Linked DNA regions of Sus scrofa: region 2 is linked to region 1. A link is a contact called in public Hi-C data. All regions are on one chromosome and are shown on one strand. The core of a region is the stretch at or near the end of the contact, and the rest is flanking DNA. Distances in the headings are between cores, read along the strand shown. Region 1 holds the start of PYGL (glycogen phosphorylase L). Region 2 holds the start of TMX1 (thioredoxin-related transmembrane protein 1).

Region 1 (7,813 bases), core at 2,239-4,738:
AGCAGAGACATGTGGTGAAGGGTGCAGTGTGTTCAAGGCCCAGAGGTGGGGAGAACAGGGCATCGATGGGGACGGCAAGTGGGTTTGTAGGAGAGTCAGGTAAATCTGGGGTGGGGGGGGGAGAAAAGATGGAGGGACAGGCCCACCTGGAATGAGAAGGGACTTCAGGGCTTAAGGACTGGCAGACAATGGGAGCAGTGTATATATCTAAGCAGAAAGCAGATGTACTGTTTTACAAAGCTTAATCAGATTATAATGCATACAATGAGATGGAATTGCAAACGCAAATGCCTTGGAGCCAGGCAGAGAAAATAAATACGTAAAGTTGGTTATAAAAAACAATGAGGAAGTTCCTGTTGTGGCTCAGCAGTAACGAAGCCAACTAGCATCCATGAGGACTCAGGTTTGATCCCTGGCCTCGCTCAATGGGTTAAGGATCCAGCGTTGCCTTGAGTGATGGTGTAGGTCGCCGACGCAGATCCTGAGTTCGGCGTAGGCCGTTGTAGCTCAGATTTGATCCCTAGCCTTGGAACTTCCATATGCTTTGGGTGTGGCCCTAAAAACAAAGAAACAAAAACAACAACAACAAAAAAAAACAATGAGGAGTACTGGGCCAATAACTAGAGTGGACATGTCCTGCCCGAAGGCATCGAAAATAAAACTGTTTAAAGATATCTCAGCAACCAAACAAAATAAGTCTGCTAGCTATATTCAGCTTGCATGCTGCCAGTTTAATCACTTCTGAGAAACAAGGTAATCGCTTAGAAATCTACTTGATCGAGACCAGAGGCTAGGGCCTCAATTAGGCAGGGAAGGGAAAAAAGAGCAAAGTGGATAATTTCAAGGCAAACTGCAGAAATCAACAGAATTTGATTGATTCAGCAACTTGCTGAATGGGGAATATAGGAGGAAATCAAAGGTAAGACTGATACTTTGTATCTGGGTGACTGTCAGAGGGCAATACCATTGAAATCAGTAAAACAGCAGATAGGGCAGGGTTGGAAGGGATGATGATTTGAGTTGTTAAAAACGTTGAGTTGTTAAAAACGTTGAGTTCAAGGAAATAAGGGGAAATTTAGGTATATTCACTGAGCACTTACCAATGTAGGAATAGAGTCTGAAAAGGAATTCAGACTAGAAATCCAGATGTGGGATTCATCTGCAGTTACTAGAGAACAAAAGAGGTGGGAGAGAAGCTAGCACACACCTACTGACTCCCCTCTATGCCGAGGGCGGGGACCTTCTGTTACATGAGTGGCTGTCACAGAGTAGACACATTAATAACACGTATGGAATGGATCCTGTTCACCAGTATCACTATCAGAATACCTGGCTTATACCTGCACTCAAGTAGGAAAGGCCTGCCCAGTGCAGAAAAATGTCAAGAGAACAGGAAAACTAAAGTAACAGAGAAGTCCCTGGAGCAGAAACATAAGTGTGTTCTAGTGTCAGCACTAAATGATTTGGAAGTGGGTGTATGGTGGAGGTGGGGGTTTAGTTTCTAAAATATGGCTTATCATCTCACCCTCCAGTTTAAAAACTTACAAAATTATTTATTTATTTATTTCAAGGGCACACATGCATCTTATGGAAGTTCTAAGGCTAGGGGTCGAATCTGAGCTACAACTGCTGGCCTACACCACAGGCACAGCAACACAAGATCCAAGCTGTGACCTATACCACAATGCTGGATCTTTAACCCACTGAGCAACACCAAGGATAGAACCGGTATCCTCATGGATCCTAGTTAGGTTCGTTACCGCTGAGCCACAAAAAATAACTTTTGATGTAAGGTGCGGTCCCCTCCATCCAAATAAAAAATACAGTAAATATATGTATACATAAAGTGTTTTCTAAGGATGTCTTCTAGCAGTTGCTACCTTTGGGTAGAGGCCTCTGGGGTGAGGAAGTTACTTTCCATTTGAAAGCTTTGTTACAGCTGCAGTTTCTACTTTGAGAACTTTCTTTTGCTCAGAGGTTCTTTGAGCACTGGGAACATGAACTATTCTTTTTCATGCTTTAGATATTAAAAAAAAAAAAAGCCAATAAACGTTTACATATATTTCCGACTGCCTCTAGGATCTACCCCATCTTTCACGGTTTTCAATACACCTCCAACCAGCGTTTCCAGTTTCCTCTCCCAAGACTCACACCCACCCTCACTGCAGCTGCCAGCGCTGCTCTCTCACCCTGTCTCTGCACAACACAATCCCTCTGGTTGCCAAGTCCTCTTCAATTTTCCCCTTCCCAGATCGGCCAGGTAGAGTGTTCCTCCGTGATGAGGCAGCGTCCACTCCAGCCCCTGCGCAGTGGGTAGGGGTGGTCTGTGAACAGCCTGTTACAGCAAGTCTGTAGCCTGGCCCTGCACCTCCACCCCGCAGGACTCAAGTCAGTCCAGGAGGTAGTTCTTCTGTGGCGCAGCGGGATATGGCGTTGTCACTGCATTGGCTTGGTCGCTGCTGTGGTGCCACCGAATGAATCCCTGGCCTGGGAACTTTCACATGCCGAGTGAGGCGGTCAAACAAGCAAACAAACAAAACAAAAAACAACAACAAAAGGGCTGCCAAGTCCTCCACGCCCGACTCCCAGGAACTGGGGAAAGCAGGGGAGGGGTGGGGACAGAGCTCTGATGGGGGAGAACTCTATCCTCCCTCTCCACCACACCCAGGCAGTGCCTACAGCAGGCCACCTAGTCCTCAAAGCACCTTCCTCCAACTCTGGCCCACCTGCCCCCTCAGCTCCTACTGCCCTTTGACGATCTTTGCATTCGTCTCTCCTCCCTAAACATTGAGCTTCCCCGAGGCAAGGCATTAACCGCTTTGTTCAGGGCCTACTATCTGGGGCCTGTGCCTGGCACCCAGGAGACGCCAGCTACCTCTGGATTAAAACCTTAAGAGTAGATGCACCAAAAAAGTTAATGAATTTAAGCAGAGAGGCGAGGGAGGCCTAGCCATCTACTCGGGACGGTCCCTGGGGGCGGGCAGAGCTGTGGTTTGGGTGAGATGACGCTCGGGGTGGGGTGTTAGCGGAGTGCCGGATCTGTCCCCCGGGCTGCCCAGCCGCCGCCCAGACACTGCCCTGGACTTCCCGGGCAGCGAGAGCCGGGTTAGGAGAGGTCACAGCGAGGGCTCCTCCCAACGGCCCCGGACGCCGCCAGGACAGCCGGCTGCTGGAGTGCGCGGCCCCGGAAGGGTGCGACCGGTGCATGGGCGGCAAGGAAACCACCGCGCGGCGCCGGGCTCGTACCTTGGGGCACTTCTCATAGTAGTACTGCTGCGTGCGGATCCAGCGCCCCACCAGGTGGTCGCGCACTGTGTGCGCCAGCGCGAAGAAGTAGTCGCGAGGGGTGGCCACATTACGGTCCTTGACCAGTGTGAAATGCAGGTGTCGGTTGAAGCCCTTCTTCAGCTCGGCCACGTTCTCCACGCCCACGATGCCGCGGATGCTGATCTGCCGCCGCTTCTCCTGGTCTGTCAGGGGCTTGGCCATGGCGGCGGGCAGCGCAGCCAGCGGGACGCGCTTCCCAAGGCGCCGGGTGGCAGGACAGGGGCGGAGCCTCTTCGCGCCGCAGGCCGCTTTTGAGTCTCAGGAAAGTTTGGGGTCTGCCCCTCCGCACGGCGCCGCCCGGGTTCCAGCTCCCACGACTGTCCGGCGCAGCGGAGGGAGGGCCGGCCCCTCCCGGGGCTCTGGGCGGAGCTGGGCGGTAGCTGAGGTCTGAGGGCGAGCGTGCTCAGCCTTCCTGCCTGGCTGGTGGCCAGGAGGGGCTGAACCCTCTTGGCGGCAGAAGGTGGGACCTTGGGTGACGCACAAGAGTGCGAGGCTCCCTTCCGGATCTGTGGATTATGTGTCTGTTGGGGCGATGCGGGGGAGCGGGTGGATGGGACATTGGTTCTGTCTCCTCACTCTAAAGTCTTGGGTACTAGAAGTATGTCAGTGTGTGAAAGCGTGGTAAGCAGATAAGGTAGGGAGCCCCTGGAGAAAGAGAACCAGGCACGGCTTTCTTGAAATAAAAGAAGGCATTTTTGGCCTAAGCCCCTTTGTGATGTAAGCTGCTAAGCCCTTGCATAGGTCTCAGTAACTATGGATAGTAAGGAAAATAAGAGAATGCAGGAACAAATGAAAAGCGGTCAAGAAACAGGAGGTCAGCAATAAAACCGTCCAGTTCCAGATATATTGACAATCCCATACCCTTTATGTTCTGCAGGAACTAAGGCCCCCATCCAGGTGGGGGATGGCATGATGACGCTGACCCTCCAGACTTTACTCAACTAAAGCTTGGACTCTGTTTACATTTACCCCATTTCTTTCCTGAGTTCTCAGCCCAAGCCCCTTCCTGATATGCATGTACCCATAGCTTAAAAATTCCCCTATTTTGGAGTTCCCTTCATGGTGCAGCGGAAACAAATCCGACTAGGAACCATGAGGTTGTGGGTTTGATCCCTGGCCTTGCTCAGTGGGTTGAGGATCCAGCGTTGCCATGAGCCATGGTGTAGGTCGCAAACTCGGCTTGGATCCTGCCTTGCTGTGGCTGTGGCTGTGGCGTAGGCCTGCGGCTACAGCTCCGACTGGACACCTAGCTTGGGAACCTCCATATGCTGTGGGTGCGGCCCTAAAAAGACAAAAAAAAAAAAAAAAAAAAAAATTCCCCCATTTTGCCATTGGGAGAGATACTGCTTGGGAAAGATCCCTGGTATTCTGTTTACTTGTTTCCTTATCTGCATATTTGGCTTGGCTGTGTCTTTTGGCTGACACCCACCAAGAGGCAAACCCCATTCGGGTAACAACGTGTTGCTGGCAAACTTTTGTTTTACAGAGATTTATTTGCTATGTTGTTATTATTGCTGTTATTTCCCACCTGGAGTGGGTTCTACCACAAGCTTCAGCAGGGATGGGGGTGGGGGAGTGTCTGCACTCTTATTTCAGTTGTTGAATGTCCCTCTAAGTCCTTGGCGCCCCTCCCATCTTGGATCCTGGACCTCAGAAAGGAACCCCAGGGTGCCCTTTGCTTTCAGTTCAGGTTTTGAGGACTCAGGAATTTGGGGTTATTGACTCTTAGACCCAGGCTTGCCTTGTCAAAATACCCTACTGTTCAGCTGCAGAGACAGGTTAATGAGAATCAGAAGTCCTGAGTTGGACCTTCAGGCTGGTTAAGTGGCAGGGGCTTTTACCTTAGGCCTCTTGTTTGAATTATGTTTTAGCTGAACAGGGGGGGGGGGGAGGAGAAAAGAGAAAGATGTGTGCCTATAAAATGAAGGGATAACTAACTGAGCTGTTTGCCTTGTTTACATAAAACAAAGCAGCCTGTGTTACTGGGCAGTACAGGCTGATCTTTGCACTGTTCACCTCCAACTTTGTTGTATTTATTTGGGTGTGTATGTGTGTTTAACTTTGGCAAGGGCAAACACATGGTATTGTAGGATATCAGAAGCCTCTTCTAAAAAGTGGTATTAAGCTATCATTTTAGAAACAGTCCATTGCCAGTTATACAACATGCAATACCTGCAATACTAATGACCTGCATGGGAAAGCATTTAGGAGACATGAGGATGAGGATTGGCCATCTGGATGAGGCCAGTGAGGATGACACGAGGATGAGGATTGGCCATCTTAAATTAAAATTGAGAGTGGAGGAGTTCCCATTGTGGTGCCGCAGTAGAAACGAATCCAACTAGTATCGTGAGGTTTCAGGTTCGATCACCGGCCTTGCTCAATGGGTTAAGGATCCGGTGTTGCCCCAAGTTGTGGTGTAGGTCGCAGATGTGGTTTGGATCCTGCATTGTTGTGCCTGTGATGCAAGCTGGCAGCTGCAGCTCCAATTCAACCTCTAGCCTGGGAACCTCCAAATGCTATGAGTGTGGCCCTAAAAAGCAAGAGGAAAAAAAAAAAAGTAAGAGTGGAGGAGTTCTCTTGTGGCACAATGGGTTAAGAATCTAGTGCTGTCATGAGTTTGATCCCTGGCCTGGGAACTTACACCTGGGTGCAGCCAAAACAAACAAACTAACAAACTAACAAAAGTGAGAGTGGAGCAGCAGCGGGAGGGGATTAGGGTAGGAAAACTACTATACATAAAATAAATAAGCGGCAAGGATATATTGTACAGCACAGGAAATATAACCATTATTTTGTAATAGCTTTAAATGGAATATAAGCTATAAAAATATTGAATCACTATGTTGTACACCTGAAACTAATATAATATTATAAATCAACTATACTTCAATAACAAAAACAAATCAAACAAACACACACACACAAAGTTGACCTTAAAATAACCAGGCCTCTATGGTAAAGTTTGAGAGGATGCTGAAAGGGCAGGTCTCTTAAGTCTTGAATATTTCTATTTAAGCATTAAGCCAGTTTTGGGTCATTCACAGGTTGGTGTGAAATTGTTCAATAAATGGAAAATAGGGTGGAGCAGTTGGATGAGGGGAAGCTAGGTCTGAGTAGATCTTAGTCCCAGGGAGACCTCTGAGCAGCAAAAGACAAGTGAATTATCTGGGTACTTGGATGGGGGGTGAGGAATTAGGGGTTGCAAAAGAGATGGGAGACAACTTGCTGTTTCTTGGTTTGCCTAAGACAGTTTCGAATAGGTGGATCCTAGCCCCTTTGTCCACTTAGTTGGACTAAATTCTTGTTGGAAATCCAGGATAATGATGAACTAATAAGCACAGTATTTGCTTGATTCCATAGCCAGTCAGTGAAACCGTGCCCCTGAGTTGCACATCCCTCAAAACGGAAACACTGTGAAGGATACATTGTCCAGACCATAGCATGAGGGGAGGGACCATTCAACACACATGAAAGGGAGTTCTTAAGTGGCTTAGGAGTGCGCCACAGATTCAGTCTTGAATGACAGTGAGGCACATTGTCAGTCTTTTCACTTCTGCTCCAGTCTTTCTAGAAAGTCTTTGGTGTTACTGTGGCTTTAATACTTGTTAATATGTGTTTTTAACAGAAAGCAGGTCCAGACTCTACACCTTTTTCAGGTTTTAGCATCTAACTAGAATTTAATAACATTGCCTTCCACTTGTGGTAAATGACACTTTGCCAGTTAACACTCTGATATAAACTTTGCTTTTTAAATGTTAAGTGAAAGTGAATTTACTTAAAGAAAAATTATCATCATGGGTTGCCTAAAAATGTACAAATTTAACTGAAGTTTGGGAAACACCGAGTTTATGTTTTCCAAGGTCCCTTCAGAATCTAACATCTGATCGTTCTGTACTGGTCTAGAACACCGAGGCCTGAGAGATTAAGTTGCTTGACTAAGAATATTACTACCTTTAAAAACTTTTCCTTCAGCTTCTGCCTGACTGGTAACACTGGAAGCAGTGGTTCTCTGTAAAAGTATTAGGCTAAAGTTGCCCACATCTCGTTTACACCAGCCTTGGCAACGATGGCCTGTGTTATTGCTGTTTCTCAGCTGCAGCTTCCCAGTGGCTACCCTGATGAAATGGCCTTTGCAAATAGCTGAGCACATCGTCCAGACCTCACAAGAAAAGTATAAGCTGCCCTCTGTCAGAAAAGGGGTGGCAAAAAAAAGACAAAAAGTAAATAAATAAATAATTAAAAAAAAAACACGGAGTTCCCATTGTGGCGCAGTGGTTAACGAATCCGACTAGGAACCATGAGGTTGAGGGTTCGGTCCCTGCCCTTGCTCAGTGGGTTAACGATCCGGCGTTGCGGTGAGCTGTGGTGTAGGTTGCAGACGCGGCTTGGATCTGGCGTTGCTGTGGCTCTGGCGTAGGCTGGCAGCTACAGCTCCGATTCGACCCCTAGCCTGGGAACCTCCATTTGCCGCGGGAGCGGCCCA
Region 2 (7,813 bases), core at 2,794-5,293, 230 kb after region 1:
TGATCTGGCCAAGCCTTTCTTAGAACCGTACTGGGATTGGTCTGAGGCTCTTCCCAGCCCTTCCCAATCCTCCTTCTCCTTGCCCTTTCACAGGGGTCAGACCTATAGTGCAGTGTGAAAGCTCTTCCACCTGCTCCTGCTCCTCTTCCCCATATCCTTCACAGACCTTTCCCCCAATAAGCCCCTATAGGTCTAATTCCTTTTTAGCCTCTGTTTCTTGGAGGATATGAACTAATTCTGTTTTAATCACTTTATAAATGTTAACTCTTCTAATCCTCATAACAACTCTAAGAGGTAGGACAATCATTATTCCCTCTTCTAAACACAGGAACCAAAGGGGTTAAGCAACTTGACAAAGATTGAGGGGCACCTGAGTGGTAAATGCAGGATTTGAACCCAGTCTAGACCCAGAGTCTATTTACTTAATCACTACACTAAACTGCCTTTGACCTTTCGTGAGGTGGCACTGGTTTCAGAAAACACTCATGATGTACAGTAACCTGTATTTTGGTTGATACAGAGATGAACTATAATATGCTAAATAAAGCTCAGTGGTTAAGAGTACACATGGTCTGGTCTGCATACAAGCTTTAACTGACTGACAGAATAAGGTAGCATTCAGAGCATGAAAAAAATGGTATTAATAATTCAATAATATATTAAATATTATAAAATGTAAATATATTTAATTTATAATATCATTTAATTATATTAGTTACATTTAAATCAATGGTTAATAATTATTAATAAATTATTAATACCATGATATTATATGGAGATTTTAATATATTTCTTGATATTCACACAAATAGTTTTGAGACCACATTAGAACTATTTTACATTGATATGTATGTTTTGTTAAGTGAAAAAAATTGACTAGGAATTTAAATATGACCTCATTAGTGTGTGTGTGGTTTTTCTTTTTCTTTTCGTCTTTTTTTTTTTTTTTTTTTTATGGTGGCACAGGCAGCATATGGAAGTTCCCAGGCTAGGGGTCTAATTGGAGCTGCAGCTGCTGGCCTACAACATAAGCCACAGCAATGCCAGATCCGAGCCACGTCTGCAACCTACACCACAGCTCAGGGCAAGGCCAGAATCCTTAACCCACTGAGTGGGGCCAGGCACCAAATCTGCGTCCTCATGGATACTAGTCGGATTTGTTACCACTGGGCCACAACAGAAACTCTGGTGTGTGTTTTTTAAAGAGTAGTCTATGTGCATAGCAAAGTTCTGAAATCACACAAAAGAAAATATTAATAGCTGTTGCCTAAGGGGTACAAATTCTGACAGGAGATAGGAAGAGAATTTAGAAGATATTTCTTCTCACTTTCCAATCTTTTATACTTTGTGCATTTTAGTCATAAAACTGCATTTCTTTTGTAAATGAAATATTAAAAAATTAATAACAAATTTATCATGAATGATTTAGTTTAAAAAGAATATTTATGAACATAATTAATTTTATCTTTTTACCAACTTTGTGAGGTATAAATGGCAAGTATTATCTCTATATTTCATATAATAATATATTTACACTCTTTTAATCAGTGCAGCCCATATATTATGATAAAAGCACAGCATATGTATAATGATGTTTTCCTCATTAACTCATTCATTTAACAAATACTGAATTATTGAGCATTTACTATGTGCTAGGTTCTAATAGTGGCTTGGTACTAAACCGTGGAGATTATAGTAGTGAACAAAATTGAGAAGTTTCCACTATCATGAAACTTCCATTCTTATTAGGTGAGGAAAGAAATAAGATAATAAACAAATACGCATGTCAGTTTAATATTTTGCAGAGAATTAGCATGGAGGAATATGATGGATAATATGAGCTATTGATATGACCATGAGGGCTCCTTAGATGAGGTGGTCAGGAAATAAATGCCTTTTTGAGGTAACTTTTGAGATCAATGACACAAAGGAATGATGTGAGGATGAGTGGAGAAGTCTAGACAGAAGGAACAGCTAGTGCCAAATCTCTAGTGTGAGGCTAGTTTGACATATTTAGGGATCTCCTGAGATGTAGCAGGTAGGGAGGAGGAGAGCCAGCACTACATGAGGTAGCAGTTAGGCAGATGTCAGATCCTGTAGGACTTTTTAAGCCACAGTAATGATTTTAAGGAGTTTGGATTTAATGTCAAGTACAGTGGGAACCACCTGGAGTGTTTTAAGGAGAAATTGCTAGATCTTATTTAGAGAAGCAAGAGAGGACACAGAGCAGTCAGTTAGCAATCTATTATTGCAGGTGAGGCAAGAAATGATAGAAACTTGGACCAAGGTCTTGGATGTAGAGATGGAAATTGGTGGAGGTAGAGTTTATGGGACTTGCTGATGGAGTACATGAAGAGACGGTGAAGAAAGAGAACAATATTAAAGAATTAAAATGTAAACTTTTGTCTTGAGCAATCAGATGGACCTCAGGGCTATTTATTTATTTATTTATTTATGTCTTTTTGTCCTTTCAGGGCCGCACCCACGGCATATGGAGGTTCCCAGGCTAGGGGTCTAATCGGAGCTGTAGCTACCAGCCTACGCCAGAGCCACAGCAACACTGGATCCAAGCCACATCTGCGACCTACACCACAGCTCACGGCAGCGCCACATCCTTAACCCACTGAGCGAGGCCAGGGATTGAACCTGCAACCTCATGCTTCCTAGTTGGATTTGTTAACTATCCCACTGAGCCATGATGGGAACTCCTATTTTTATTTTTTATTAAAATATAGTTGATTTACAACCTTGAGGCTCTTAATTGAGAAGACCTGAAGAGGGAGAATCGAAACTTTTTTTGATCCTGTTATGTTTAAGCTCCCTATAAGATATCCAAGAGATGTCCAGCAAAGAGTTTAATGTTGTTAAAAAATGGAATCATTTGCTTCCCATGACAGCAAACAGAGATTTAAAGAAGAGGAATCTATACCGATAAAGCCCTTGCCAGTGCCCTTCCCCTCAAAAGTCCTAAAAAATAATCCTTTCTTTTCTCTCGCCAAGAACTCCTTTGCCTCACCCTTCTTCCTATAAAAGCCTTCCATTGTATAACCTCTTGGAGAGCCCTTCTAGTTGCCAGATGGAATGGTGCCTGACTTATGACAAATAGATCTTTAAATTTACTGGGTTGAATTTTGTTGTTGTTGTTTTTAAAACAAGATACAGGTCTGAAGTTCCCAGAAAGGTCAGGGCTGGAAATGACAGTCATATGCTTTTTAAAGCCAGAAGTGAGGTCACCTGGAGAAGTTTGAGATTAAGAGGAGGGGGGCCAGTACAGCATCCAGGGGCCAGTCAATGTCTGGAAATTAGTAGAGGAGAACCAGCCAAGACGTTTCAGAAAGAGCAGCTAGTGAGGAAGGAGGAAAAACAAACAAAAAAACAAATGAGGTACCACATAACCCATTTCAAGGAGGGTGTGGTGACAGAATGCTTGCTGGCAGTCAAGTAAGATGAATGTTAACATGCAAATTACTAATGTCCTAGAAAAGGCCTTTCAGGGAAGGGTGGGGATTGGGAGGAATCAGTCAATTGGATTGAGTTTAGGAGAGAATATGAAGTGAGGAGGTGTAAATGCAATTATTTTCATTTGACTGATTAATACCAAACTCAGTGCACATTTTGATTTGTATTTACAGATGCTTAAGGAAAAAATCTGAAATATCTGTTACAAGCAGCCTCTGTGTCTTGCTCCATTTTGAATTTCTGATCTATCCTCTCTGTAACTACTGCATTAAAAAAAAAACCCAAAACCAAAAAAAGAAAAAAAAAAGAGGGACAACATATACCCTAAAGTGCATAAAGTGCACTAAACTTTCTGACTCATACAAACATCCATTAACTGTCCTACAAAATTTTTCAAAAGGAAAAAAAAAAGAAAACCCTGACAGGCAGTTAGCCGGAAACTGCTTTAGCATAGACTTACCAATCGCCTTAAGTTAGTATAAACGCCAAACTTTTGGCGCCAAAATCCTGCCGCAGACTTTGAAGCTGTTCTCTCCGAAGTCCCACCCCACTTTCTACACCACGCCCTCCGCCTCTCTTCCGACACCATATTCGGGAAAAGCAGAAAGGAAGGGAATGCTTTTTTGTCATGCGCACTAGGGAATAGGCGCGCTCCTTCGCTGCTAAACCAACCCACTGAGACCTGGTCTCGTCATGCGCATTGAGAGTCCTCAAGGCGCGCGCGCGAGCCTCGCCGCGCTCATGCGCACGAGCAGATGAGCTCGCACGGACGGAAGTGAGGAGAGGTTACGCGAAGGTGGGGGCCGCAGCGCTTGCTGTGGGGAGGGCGAGCGGCGGACATGGCGCCCTCCGGGAGTCCTATGGTCCCCTTGGCGGTGTTGCTGCTGTTGCTGTGGGAGGCTCCCTGGACCCACGGGCGGCGGAGCGACGTGCGCATCATCACCGACGAGAACTGGAAAGAGTTGCTGGAAGGAGAGTGGATGATAGAATTGTGAGTGCGGGACGGTGGTCTGGGGGCCCTTCTGTGGGCCGGGGTACTGGATCCTAGTCTGGAGCCCCGACTTCATTCTCCTTCCTCTCCCGAGCGTCCTAGGCTCTTCGGCGCTGCGGCTCCGAGCCGCGGCACGGGAGCCCCCGACTGCTCGGAATCCCCTAACTCTTGGGATCTTCGGCTGCTTTCATCCCACCCCTTCGTTTGCGACCGGGTAATACTTTTAAGTTTTTTTTTCTGAAGTGTGCACCCTAGTTTGGTTGCTAGGGCTGCGGTGTATGTAGAGGCTGCTTTCAGCTTTGAATTCTCTCAACTTTTCTTCAAGGTTTTTGGGGATGGGGAGGTTAGTCTGACTAGTTGCTATACATTGATTTTCTTGTGAGTCTTACAGACTTCCAGAGTTATTTTTACCAAACTGCAGAAGAGGAAATTGAGTTGCAGCCTTTCCTCTCCTTTTGTCTAATTGTCCTTAAAAAGTAGTCCACTTAGAATGTTAGAATTTGAGGTCTTTTTAGTTTATTTTAAATTTTATGAATCGGGCGTGTGTGTGTGTTCGCTTTTCTTTTTGCCCACATCTCATTTTTCCTTTGGGTGTGTGTTTTTGCAAAGTACTGAATGTCCTAGGTTGTTACTCTTATGTCTCTCTAAGTGGTATTGCATTTAAAAAAGAAAATTAATTGTGAGTGATTATAAACTCTTAAAAGAGTGTCAGGTCGTCATTTATTGTTTGAATAAAATCATGTGTCTGGTGATTCCATTATGATCATGTCCCTTATGCATTGGTAGGTAGTAAACTATCTGCCTTTGCTTTAGTCACTAAATTGGTAATGGTGGTGACAGTATTATTGATACTAATGGTATTAGTGATATTAGTGAAAAACACCATTATTGAGTGTTAACTGTGTACTAGACACCTGTAAACACGTCATATGCCTTGTCATACTTAAATTCTTTACAAATTCTACAAGATACTTGTTATTTCCTACACTTTACAGGTAGGAAAAGCTGTACCTAAAAAGCTTTAATTATGTTGATGTTGTAGAACAGCCCCCTTCTTTAACTGGGTTCAGGTGGGTGTTTTCTTCTGTGATTGGGTTGCTAGTTAAGGAGGAAGGTGAAAGTATACATCCCAGAAGGCCAAATCAGTAACTCTTCAGTCATTAAATCAAGCATAGATCATTTATGTGAAGGACAAAATAGGAGAAATGTTTATGTAGTATGCATATAGTTTATAACTCAGTAAAATGAATTTTCAGGCACCCTTGGAGCTACAGAGGAGAGGAAACATAACCAGGGACAGCATTTGGTTTCATTGTCCTCGGTAACTTGTTTTAGCTTGTCTCCATAAAATGTTCACAGTTTCATAAATAATGTGTTAAGCAATAGTAATTATGAACTAATGTGCAAAATACATTCGAGTGTTACTCAAGGAGATTTTTATTTTTTTTAAATTTTTAATTTTTTTTTTGTCTTTTTGCCTTTTCTAGGGGGGCTCCTTCAGCATATGGAGGTTCCCAGGCTAGGGGTCTAATCGGAGCTGTAGATGCCGGCCTACTCCAGAGCCACAGCAACACGGGATCCGAGCAGCGTCTGCAACCTACGCCACAGCTCTCGGCAACGCCGGATCCTTAACCCACTGAGCAAGGCCAGGGATTGAACCCGCAGCCTCATCGTTCCTAGTTGGATTTGTTAACCACTGCGCCACAACGGGAACTCCTCAAGGAGATTTTTATTAACTCACTGGATCAAACTATATCAATATAGTAGTAATCAAAAGTGAAGTAGTAGGGTTTTTGAATTAGAATATCTGTGTGAAATTAGAGTATACCATAGTATTTTTTTCTTTTCTTTCCTCATCATGTCCATAATTTATATGAGGTTAAGTATTTTAAAAGCACCTAAGAAACAAAAGGAACATGAAAAAGGGTCAAGGGTTTCTAATGCTGTCTGTTCTTACTACAAGTTAGATTGTCTACGTTAAATCCCTCCTGATCAGGAGTTTTTTTTAACAGAGAGATTTGTTTGTAATACATTTTTTTAGAGATTTTGCCTTTTGTGGACAGTACTAGTCTTGTTCCACATTGCCTATAACTTTTGGGAGTTTTATTTCCATAAAATAAGTGAAGAAAGTATAATGAACTACAGAAACTGTACTCATATTTTTAACAGGTGTAGGTTCCTGGTTCCAAAAAAAAGCCTGGTTCCATTAAATTATGAGATAATTATAAAACGAGAAAAATCAAATCCTAGGAAAGATTCAGGGCCTCTAAAGACTAAGTACTAAAAGAGTAAATAAAAAGCTAGTATGTTTGGCCATAGATTTGTAAATCTGAGGTTGACCAAGTTCTGGCCTAAGAATTTTTTTTGGCCTGCCTAGTGTTTGTGTCTGGGTTAAGTTCTGGGTAACATTTTTACATAAAAATGAAGATTTTTTTCAGCTCCTTTTAATTTGGACTGGGCCAGTAGTTCCCTGTTGACTGTCATTTTCCTTTGTAGGAGGGGGCATGTGTTTCCTATTTACCATAGCCCTGGGTGCTTCCTTTTTTTCTTCTATTAGCACGTTGCATTTGTGACTCCTGCACATAAAATTATTAAAACTGATGAACTCCAGATTTGACTTGGAGCTTTCTGGATACAGTTTCATAGAGAAATCCAAAGGTTTTTTTTAATTTCTTTTTTCTTAATCCAAAGTTTTTTTTTAATTTCTTTTTTCTTTTCTTTCTTTCTTTTTTTTTTCTTTTTGCTTTTTAGGTTGCAGTTAACGGCATATGGAAGTTCCTAGGCTAGGGGTCTAATAGGGCTACAGCTGCCGGCCTACGCCACAGCCACGTGGGATCTGAGCTGCGTCTGCGACCTACACCACAGCTCACAGCAACGCTGGATCCTTAACCCACTGAGCGAGGCCAGGGATCTAATCTGAATCCTTAGAGATCCTAGTCAGGTTCATTAACCACTGAGCCACAAAGGGAACTCCATAAATCCAAAGGTTCTTAAGGAGCTGTTTTGCACGTGAAAAAGTCCTTGTGTCTTAATTCTCAGAATTACTTTTCTGTGATTAGCATTATCAGTTCATAATTCTTGATTTCCAGAGAGTTAGACCTGCACTTAAAACCTTTTCATCTTTATAAAATTAGCCACTTTGCTATCTTGTTTTTAGTATATTCTTTATGTTAAGCATATTAGCATTTTTATCCCAATATTATTAGAATGTTTAAAAAAAATTATGTTTTTTAGTTATGCTCCATGGTGTCCTGCTTGTCAGAACCTTCAACCAGAATGGGAAAGTTTTGCTGAATGGGGAGAAGATCTCGAGGTTAATGTTGCAAAAGTAGATGTCACAGAGCAGCCAGGTACTGTAAGTCT

What was found. A called contact is a pair of places that touch in the nucleus more often than the background predicts.
Region 2: a contact with region 1 is called in a Hi-C map of liver, with 4 times the contacts expected there. The contact joins the promoter of TMX1 here to the promoter of PYGL in region 1. A contact is called at or near these places in 1 of 5 promoter capture datasets (liver), 5 of 47 Hi-C or Micro-C datasets (liver, skeletal muscle and subcutaneous adipose tissue) and 2 of 2 datasets of contacts at active chromatin or transcription factors (alveolar macrophages and skeletal muscle).

What each region holds. Positions count from the first base shown.
Region 1 is chr1:180,700,636-180,708,448 of Sscrofa11.1, forward strand. It overlaps PYGL (glycogen phosphorylase L), which reads right to left and starts at 3,489. Exons shown (of 21, transcript NM_001123172.1): 1 at 3,247-3,489. The coding sequence starts at 3,489.
Region 2 is chr1:180,929,635-180,937,447 of Sscrofa11.1, forward strand. It overlaps TMX1 (thioredoxin-related transmembrane protein 1), which reads left to right and starts at 4,044. Exons shown (of 8, transcript XM_001928249.4): 1 at 4,044-4,450; 2 at 7,685-7,800. The coding sequence starts at 4,299.